3 separate regions of the Mus musculus genome follow, and regions 1 and 2 are each linked to region 3. Evidence: chromatin contacts called from public promoter capture Hi-C data. All regions are on one chromosome and are shown on one strand. The core of a region is the stretch at or near the end of the contact, and the rest is flanking DNA. Distances in the headings are between cores, read along the strand shown. Region 1 holds the start of Map4 (microtubule-associated protein 4). Region 2 holds the start of Nudt16 (nudix (nucleoside diphosphate linked moiety X)-type motif 16). Region 3 holds the start of Mapkapk3 (mitogen-activated protein kinase-activated protein kinase 3).

The links. Promoter capture Hi-C pulls out the DNA fragments that hold promoters and counts their contacts.
Region 1: a contact with region 3 is called in a promoter capture Hi-C map of erythroid cells, with 8 times the contacts expected there. The contact joins the promoter of Map4 here to the promoter of Mapkapk3 in region 3. A contact is called at or near these places in 1 of 39 promoter capture datasets (erythroid cells) and 1 of 484 Hi-C or Micro-C datasets (CD4 T cells).
Region 2: a promoter capture Hi-C map of embryonic stem cells shows a contact between it and region 3. The contact joins the promoter of Nudt16 here to the promoter of Mapkapk3 in region 3. A contact is called at or near these places in 2 of 39 promoter capture datasets (embryonic stem cells and pre-B cells).

What each region holds. Positions count from the first base shown.
Region 1 is chr9:109,930,494-109,933,193 of GRCm38.p6, reverse strand. It overlaps Map4 (microtubule-associated protein 4), which reads right to left and starts at 1,420. Exons shown (of 19, transcript NM_001205330.1): 1 at 1,254-1,420.
Region 2 is chr9:105,130,484-105,133,183 of GRCm38.p6, reverse strand. It overlaps Nudt16 (nudix (nucleoside diphosphate linked moiety X)-type motif 16), which reads left to right and starts at 1,379. Exons shown (of 3, transcript NM_029385.2): 1 at 1,379-1,541; 2 at 1,622-1,891; 3 at 2,674-2,700. The coding sequence starts at 1,404.
Region 3 is chr9:107,288,627-107,291,326 of GRCm38.p6, reverse strand. Mapkapk3 (mitogen-activated protein kinase-activated protein kinase 3) reads left to right here and starts at 1,450. Exons shown (of 11, transcript NM_178907.3): 1 at 1,450-1,802; 2 at 1,931-2,207. The coding sequence starts at 1,983.

The sequences.
Region 1 (2,700 bases), core at 171-2,670, 2.6 Mb before region 3:
AGCAGCTGTATTTCCCTTACCACACCCATCGCTCTGCCTACCCAGCCAAGCTGCCGGCAACCGCCCCCCTCCCGTTTGTCACCCTCCCACCCCCACCCCCCAACTCTACACCATACTATTCTCCCTCCTCCTGGGCTGAGTGAGCAAATTACAAGCACAAATATCCCCTGATGCAATGCCACAACCATCCCTGGGAAAGAGCAGAGGCAGTTGCCAAAAGCGCAGCAGTAGGAAAACGGGCGGGAGACACTCGCAGGGAGCAAGAAACACTGCAGAGGCCCTGGGGAGAAATTCTGTAACTGGACCAGCGGAGGGCAAGGAGAAAGGGGGATTCCAGCAAAAGGCTGGGTAACACTAATCTTGCCTGAGAAGTACAGGCTACAACTCCGCTCCAGGAGGGGGCGAGTTCTGGATTCCTAAAACACAAACCTGTGGGGAAATCAGCCTCTTCCCCTAAAGACCAAATGCATTTAATCTACACAATCCAAGAGATAAGCAAACCCTCCCCAAAACGCCCAGGAGGCAATCTCAAGTAAAGTTGAGTTCCGACAGTAACAGTCCAAAAGAGCTCGTCCCGGGTGCTAAAATAAACCACAATCTCTGCTCCGAGTAACGTTTCCGACAGCCGCTGCTAGCCCTGGTCCCTGTTTCCGGACTCCGCACCCTTAACGTGACCCCTTTTGCATTCCCGAAGCCAGACACTAGATGCGCGTCAGTCCCCAAAGTGTGCGGGACCCACGCACACAAGGGCTCGAGTTGGATTCTCCAGACCACCCCTCGGCCCCACCCATAACCCCCAGAAGGGACACGCAGAGCTCGCCTCAGTCCCCACATACACGGACGCCCCTCCTGAAGCCTGGAGAAACGACCCCGGCGTCCTTCTGCATCCCGAACCCCACCCAAGGGCCCAGGCTGCAGTCGACCCTCAGTGTCCCGGCTCAGCACATGCCCAGCCTGAGGCAAGCCCCTCGGCTCCACAACCTCCGAAGCCCTGATACAAAATCTCTCCGCCCGCCTCGCCCCCTACGGTCCCCTCAGAAGGCGTCTCAGAAACTCCGAAGGTCACGCCCGCAGGCCCCCCACCAGGCCCCCTCTCTCAACCACCCCGGCGTCCCGTAGGCGGACAGCCACCGCCCTTCCCCGCCTCGGGAGGGACCTGCGGGGTCCCCGGCGGCCACCGCGAGAACCTGGGCGGGAGTCGTGGAGGTTAGTGAGGAGGCCGACCCTCCGATCTCAATCACAGCCGCACCTACCCGCCGCCGCCGCCGAGCCCAAGCCGGAGCCGCAGGAAGCCGGGAGAGGGCAGAGAGGAGCCGGGAGCAGCCGGGAGGAGCCGCAGAAGCCACAGACCTAGCCGGAGGGGCGGGGCACAGGGAGGTGGCCGCTTCCTCGTCGCCCTCTTGAAGGCCGGCACGAAGGCGGAGCGTGCTCGCCGTCAGCGGGTGCCGCCCCAGCCAATGGGCGCCACCGAAGGGCGGGCCGAGGCGCCGCGAACCAATCCACGCCGGCCCCTACTCCTCGCCCTCTCCGTGGAAGCAGCACGAGTGGCGGACCGTTGGCGCGGCGCGCGTCGGGGGTCTAGACTGCGGCCTCCCGCCCGCGGATGCCTCAGCGAATGGCGAGGCTCAGGCCGCCTCCGCCGTTCTGAGAGGGCCGCCGCTTCCTTTTCCAGCAGAAAGGATGCTAGTGTCAGGCGCACGCGCCTGCGTACGGGTGGGCCTGAGTGGGCCCCGCCGGCCCTGACTGGTGGGCTCTATGATGTAATCTGGGAGGGGCGGGGGCGGGGCCTTGGGTTCACTGCTAACCGCGAGGAACTGACTGGGAGCTGAGGGCGCAGCTCATAGTAGCTGCCTGAAACGTGGCTGGACCAAGTTGAGAAGGAACATTGTTGAATGCAAAACTGATTATATGGGGCCGGGCGTGGTGGCGCACGCCTTTAATCCCAGCACTCGGGAGGCAGAGGCAGGCGGATTTCTGAGTTCGAGGCCAGCCTGGTCTACAAAGTAAGGTCCAGGACAGCCAGGGCTCTACAGAGAAACCCTGTCTCGAAAAACAAACAAACAAACAAGAAAAAACTGATTATATAATTGGGAGTGTATTTAGTAACTTAAATAATTTCATGTTTCTTTTAGTTTTTTTCTTTTTTCAACGTAGTTACTTGAAAACTTAAAGATCACCTTTGTTCTGTTTTGGGTTTTTTGCACAGTGCCTCCCACCATAGCGCAGGCTGGCCTGAAATTCACTTTGCATCACCCACCTCCCTCAGAGTGATGGCAATCCCTCAGCCTCAGCCTCCTGAGTGTTGAGATTACAAATTTGAGCCGCCATACACAGCTAAAATTACCTCCTCCTACTCTCCTCTCCCCGCCCCCCTCCTCTAGAGTGTCACTACGGTCACATTATATTGCCTGTGCATAGTACTGGTCCAGAAGAAATAGTGATACCCAACTCCTTTATGCTTATTCCATGATCCACATATCTTAATCATCACAAGAGCCCTACATGGTTAATATATCCTCAGTGCCCTTTGTAGTTTTAGTTATGAGCCTTATCTTTAATAGTTTAATTTTCTCTCCAGCACTCCTCATTCTCATTATGTTAACAGGCAAGTTTAGTAACACCACAGTGTCAACAAGACAATGTTTGGCTAGTGGGGCTTTAACTTCAGTAGCCAGGTGCTAGGATTGTAAACTCAGGCAT
Region 2 (2,700 bases), core at 130-2,629, 2.2 Mb after region 3:
TTTTATAAGCTTCTTTCTTCTTCTTCTTCTTCTTCTTCTTCTTCTTCTTCTTCTTCTTCTTCTTCTTCTTCTTCTTCTCTTCTTCCTCTTCCTCCTCCTCCTCCTCCTCCTTCTCCTTCTTGTTGCCAGGTGATAATGTTTGACCAGGATGATTTGCCTGTCCCTTGGATGTTATCTGAGTAATGGCATCTGTATCGCACCTAACTCACCATGATGTGACTGCCTCAGTCAATGGCATCTCTGCCCTGCGACTCAGGGGACTGAGGCAAGATGTCCACAGGCTTTTCCTGATGGTGCCCTTATTCTTAGGATGCTGGCCTCAATCTTTGACATAAGACACAGCATCGAACCTCCACCCTCGAATCCAAGAATGGCTGCATTTACCATATGTCTGGCTCTGAGGAGAATTTTACTCCCATACTACGCTGGTTCCACCTCCACTAACAGGTCCTTAACTGGGAACCTGAGAGGGTTGAGTGGCTTCTACTAAAGTCACAAGCCTGTATCTGGGTGAGTTCTGAGCTCTACAACAAACTTTCAAGTCCAGGCTGTGACCTGAAGTCAGATCTTCTTTGAGTGTCACCTCTTCCCTTCCTTAAATACATACAGGTTCTTGATATATGGACTCAACTTCAGGTGGGGCAGCCTAGCTGAGGTGAAGGATCCTGAATGCCAGGATCTCAGCATTAGGCATTGAGTGTCCCCCATCTCTTTCCTATTTTTCTTCACAATTTAAAGTTCTGAGGGTATTTTAATTTACTCCTAGTGTGGTGGTGGTGGGGTGTCCTGTCTGACTCCTCCCCACTCTTTTCTGTGCTTTATTTCCTCAGCCAGCCACCCCTCCCCAATCTTACTGTGTGACCTGTGACATTTCCATGTCATTTTCCATGTACCAGGCGCCACATCACTACCCAGAGCCCACAGCCAATGCAGTTGGTTGTTGTAACCACATCCATTGGCCACTCCCCTTCCCCAAATGTGTTAGCTCTGTCCCTGTGCCCTCTTATAATCAGTCAATCCCCACATTTCCACCACTCAAGACTTGTTACACCCACCTCTCCTTTCCCCCATCACGCTAGGCTAGGAATAAGTTCTGAAGCCAGACTACCTTCCTCCCATCCCTAGACTCTTTGTTATGAACGGACCAACCCAGAACCGTTTTCTAAAAAATACGTTGTCCTTTGCACTGGCAGAACTCCTGCGTAAATTCTAACTCAGGTTCCAAAACACCTCCGGCCTGAGCCTGACCTTACCAAGCCTTCAGCCCCACCCTAGCCTAAGGGCCAATCCAGGGTGTCTTCGGAGCTCCTGAGAGACCCATCCTGATTGGCTGATGCGGAGTCTCGCAAAGCTCCGCCCCGAGGCGCTGGCCTCTGCAAGAACCCGGAAGTGCGAGCCTCGAGATGGAGGGGCATCGGAAAGTGGAGCTCAGCGAGGCCCTGGCGCTCGGGCCGGACTGGCGCCACGCCTGCCATGCGCTGCTCTACGCGCCCGACCCCCGCAAGCTGTTCGGCCGCATCCCGATGCGCTTCGCCGTGCTGGTGAGGACGCGTCATGCACGGCCGCTCCCCCGCCCCAGGGCTCGCGAGCCCGGGCCAACCATCATACCCTCCTCCCCCAGATGCAGATGCGCTTTGACGGGCGCCTGGGCTTCCCTGGCGGCTTCGTGGACGCGCAGGACAGCTGCCTGGAGGACGGGCTGAACCGGGAACTGCGCGAGGAGCTGGGCGAAGCGATGTCTGCCTTCCGCGTTGAACGCTCTGACTACCGCAGCTCACACATCGCGGCCAGACCGCGCGTGGTGGCCCACTTCTATGCCAAGCGCCTGACTCTGGAACAGCTGCAGGCTGTGGAAGCCAGGGCACCTCAAGCCAAGGACCATGGGCTGGAGGTGGGACCAGCCTGGGATCCACTCCAGCTCCAGTCTGTCCTCCCCCAATCCCCTTACCGAGAAAAGCCACTGGGTGGAGGAGATTTTGACCCTCCGACTTTGAATTCTTTCAAGTGGCATGAACTAGTTGGGATCTTGGTCATCTCCAGGCTAGATAATACCACCTACTCGGCCACCTTTAGCGGCCCCTGCAGAGAGCTTTTTAGAACACACATCCAAAGGTCTCTCCAGCTCTATGCTAGTGCACATGATACCCTAAGCTCTTGACTTTGGGTTCATATTTCCCTTAAGCAGACAGTGAGTCTAATGCTAGGGACGCCTGTGTGTAGAGGTGACCCTGAACCTGGGAGTGAGAGCGCTATTAAAACTGATTAGTGCGCACACTTTGACAGTGTTTAGACTGAACAGTCCATTGGAATCACTTGAGTTGGGTAAGGATGTCAGAGGAATACTTGGGTATTTGCATTTTTCTTGAGCACCCAAGTGCTACCTATACAGTGGTGTGAGTTCTGAGTTTTGAAATACTGCTACAGCCAGGCATGCCTCCTGGAGGCCGTCGCCAGTAAGGGTGAGGAAAAGGATGGAGAAGGATTGGCACGGATGGAGCTTGGAACCCAGCGTGGCTCACTTGTCCACAGAGTTTGGCTCTCTAAGCTCTCCTGAGGTGTGATTATTAGGCCCGGTTCTGCTTGGCTCTTCTCTGGAGAGTTCTGTTCCAAGGTAGATAAGGTAATGTGTTGAGGTTCTTGAGGTCCCACTTGTCCGATGTCTCCTTTTCATAGGTGCTGGGCCTGGTGCGGGTACCCCTG
Region 3 (2,700 bases), core at 201-2,700:
GAGACAAGCTACCCATGAATAATTGCAGTGCTCTTCCCGAGTGGTTATCAGGAACCTGGATGCAGTTGTACAAATAGAAGGGCACCAATTTTCTGTTGGCCACTGACAGTTGCAGAGTGCAGCCCAGGCATCTTTGTGTGTGTTGTGGTGGAAGGCCGGACACAGCCTCCTTTGGGTGGGACAGAGGTCCGGGTGGCTGCAGTTCTGAATATAGTCTGTAGATGGCAGCAGAGACCTGCTCAGAGGGCTTGCCTGTGGCGCCGCCTGCTCTGTAGACTTGTGGGAAAGTTGGCTCAAAATATCTATGATAGGCTAAAAGGTGAAGGTCTAAGTGCAGAAGGGAAAAATTTAAAGCGAATAGAGGAATTGGATGGAAGAAATGGATTTTAATGTTAAGGCTGATTGATTGAGCCGGGCGTGGTGGCGCACGCCTTTAATCCCAGCACTTGGGAGGCAGAGGCAGGCGGATTTCTAAATTCAAGGCCAGCCTGGCCTACAGAGTGAGTTCCAGGACAGCCAGGGCTACACAGAGAAACCCTGTCTCAAAAAACCAAAAAACAACAAAAACAAAACAAAAGATTGATTGGTTTTTCGAGACAGAGTTTCTCTGGCTGTCCTGGAACTCTCTTTGCAGACCAGGCTGGTTCGAACTCACTGAGGTCCGTCTTTTTCTGCTTTCAGAGCGCTGGGATTAAAGGCATAGGCCACTATGCCCAGCTAATTTTATTTTTTAAAAACATAGCCTCACGATGTAACCTAGGTTAGCCTCACAATCCTCCCGCCTAAGCCTTCCTCGCGCTGCAATTACAGGTGTTCATCACCATGGCCAGAACTTGAACTTTTATTAGTTGAGATTCTTAGAACCTAAAGCTCAAATCACGAGGTGAAAAGTTGATGCAGCTGACCAAATGGGAAATCGAGATTTCTGATTCAAGAGCGTCCCAAGTGTGTTCAACTTACGGCTACGGGCTGTAAGTGGTCCAGGGAAGTATGAATGTGGCCCAATACATTTATTTGGAATGACAAGTGAATTGCAAAGTCAAAAGGTTAGTCAGGAAGTGCATAGAAAGGAAAGCTAGCCAGTTGTTAGACAGATGCCCTAAACCAGGAAATGAGTGGCGGGTTAGACAACAACATGCCAATTCCCAGGGCACGCTGACTAAACATTCAAAAAGTTGAATTCTGAAACACTTAGCTACCTGGAAATTTTGGGAGTCTAAAACGCCCCCTGGCAGCTAGCAAAAAGAACACTTCACTCAAGAGCCCGCAAGAGAAACAAAATGTCTTGCGCTGTAACTTTTCTAGATCACAGATAAAATCCGAGGAGGCTGGTACAACAGTTGAAGGAGCTCCTAGCGGTGTCCCAGGGCGCTGCGAAAGTTACAGTGAACTTGACGAGGCCACGCCCCATTTTGTCTCGACTCAGAGGCGGAGTCTGCCAGGGGCTCTGCCCTGGCCTGCCCAACCCGGACTAGCCTGGCCCTTTAAGGTTGACCTAGCGGGGCCCCAAGTCTGAATGACGCGACGAGAAGCGGGGGTGGGGGGTCACGTGGGACGCGGGCGGCGAGACTCTGGGTCCAGGGCTCCGGTCCTCAGCGGACTCCAGGGATCACTATCTCTTGCCCACTCTCGCCTGCACCATGATTTTCGTGTAGTGCTTTGCCACCAAGTGCGCCTTCGCCTGGTCCGCCTTTCTTGGGTCTCTGTATGGCTGGTTCTCAAGACCTTGTTGCTATACAGCGCCGGACTCCTTCCTAATTTGACACGTGCCTGGGCTGAGGGATCACCTCCCCCTGCTGTACGTAAGTACTCTCAGGCAGTTTCCAGCTTGTCTTGGGCCAGGAGCCCAGTCAATCTAGTTCTGGAGAAACCAAAGCTGGGGTGTGTCCAAAAAGTCCCGGTGGGGAGTGACTCTTTCCCTTTCCTTCAGGTGCCTCTGGACGCGCCAGGCTGGGGCTACCTCCGAGCGCCCCGTGGGGGCCATGGATGGCGAGACAGCAGGGGAGAAGGGGAGTCTTGTGCCCCCGCCAGGTGCGCTCGGCGGGTCCGCCTTGGGTGGTGCTCCGGCCCCAGGTGTGCGACGGGAACCCAAGAAGTACGCGGTGACTGATGACTACCAGTTGTCCAAGCAAGTGCTGGGTCTGGGTGTGAACGGCAAGGTACTGGAGTGCTACCATCGGCGCTCTGGCCAGAAGTGTGCCCTGAAGGTTAGTGACCCATCTCTCTGAGGGCTAGGGTGACATGGAGGGTCCAACAGCAGAAACCTGTGGATGTATCTGTGTCCGGGGTCTCTATTAAACATCTACACATGGCATCTTGTTTTATTTTCAAACTCTTCCTCTAGCGTCAGACTCGTGGTCCTCTTAGCCTCACATACACGGAAACAGGCTGACCTACCTAAACTGAGGGTGTGTCCCAAAGAGCGAGGGGAGGAGTCAATGTGAGTAGAGCTGTTGTACCCGGAAGGCAGGAGGGTGTGGCTGTGCGCTCTGGTTCTGGCTTGGGCTTTGTGTTTAGGCCCAAAGGATGCTCTTAAATTCTTAGTTATCCCCTGCAGGTAGCTCCTTCTATGGGGATGCGGCTAAGTTTTCCTTAGGCTCAGTGCAGGGTTGTCCTCCTCATGGCCCCTGCCCGCTGAGGTGGGACCATGAGCCTCTTAGGGTGTTTTTTGACTACTGGGCCCCTTGAGTTGAGTTGGTG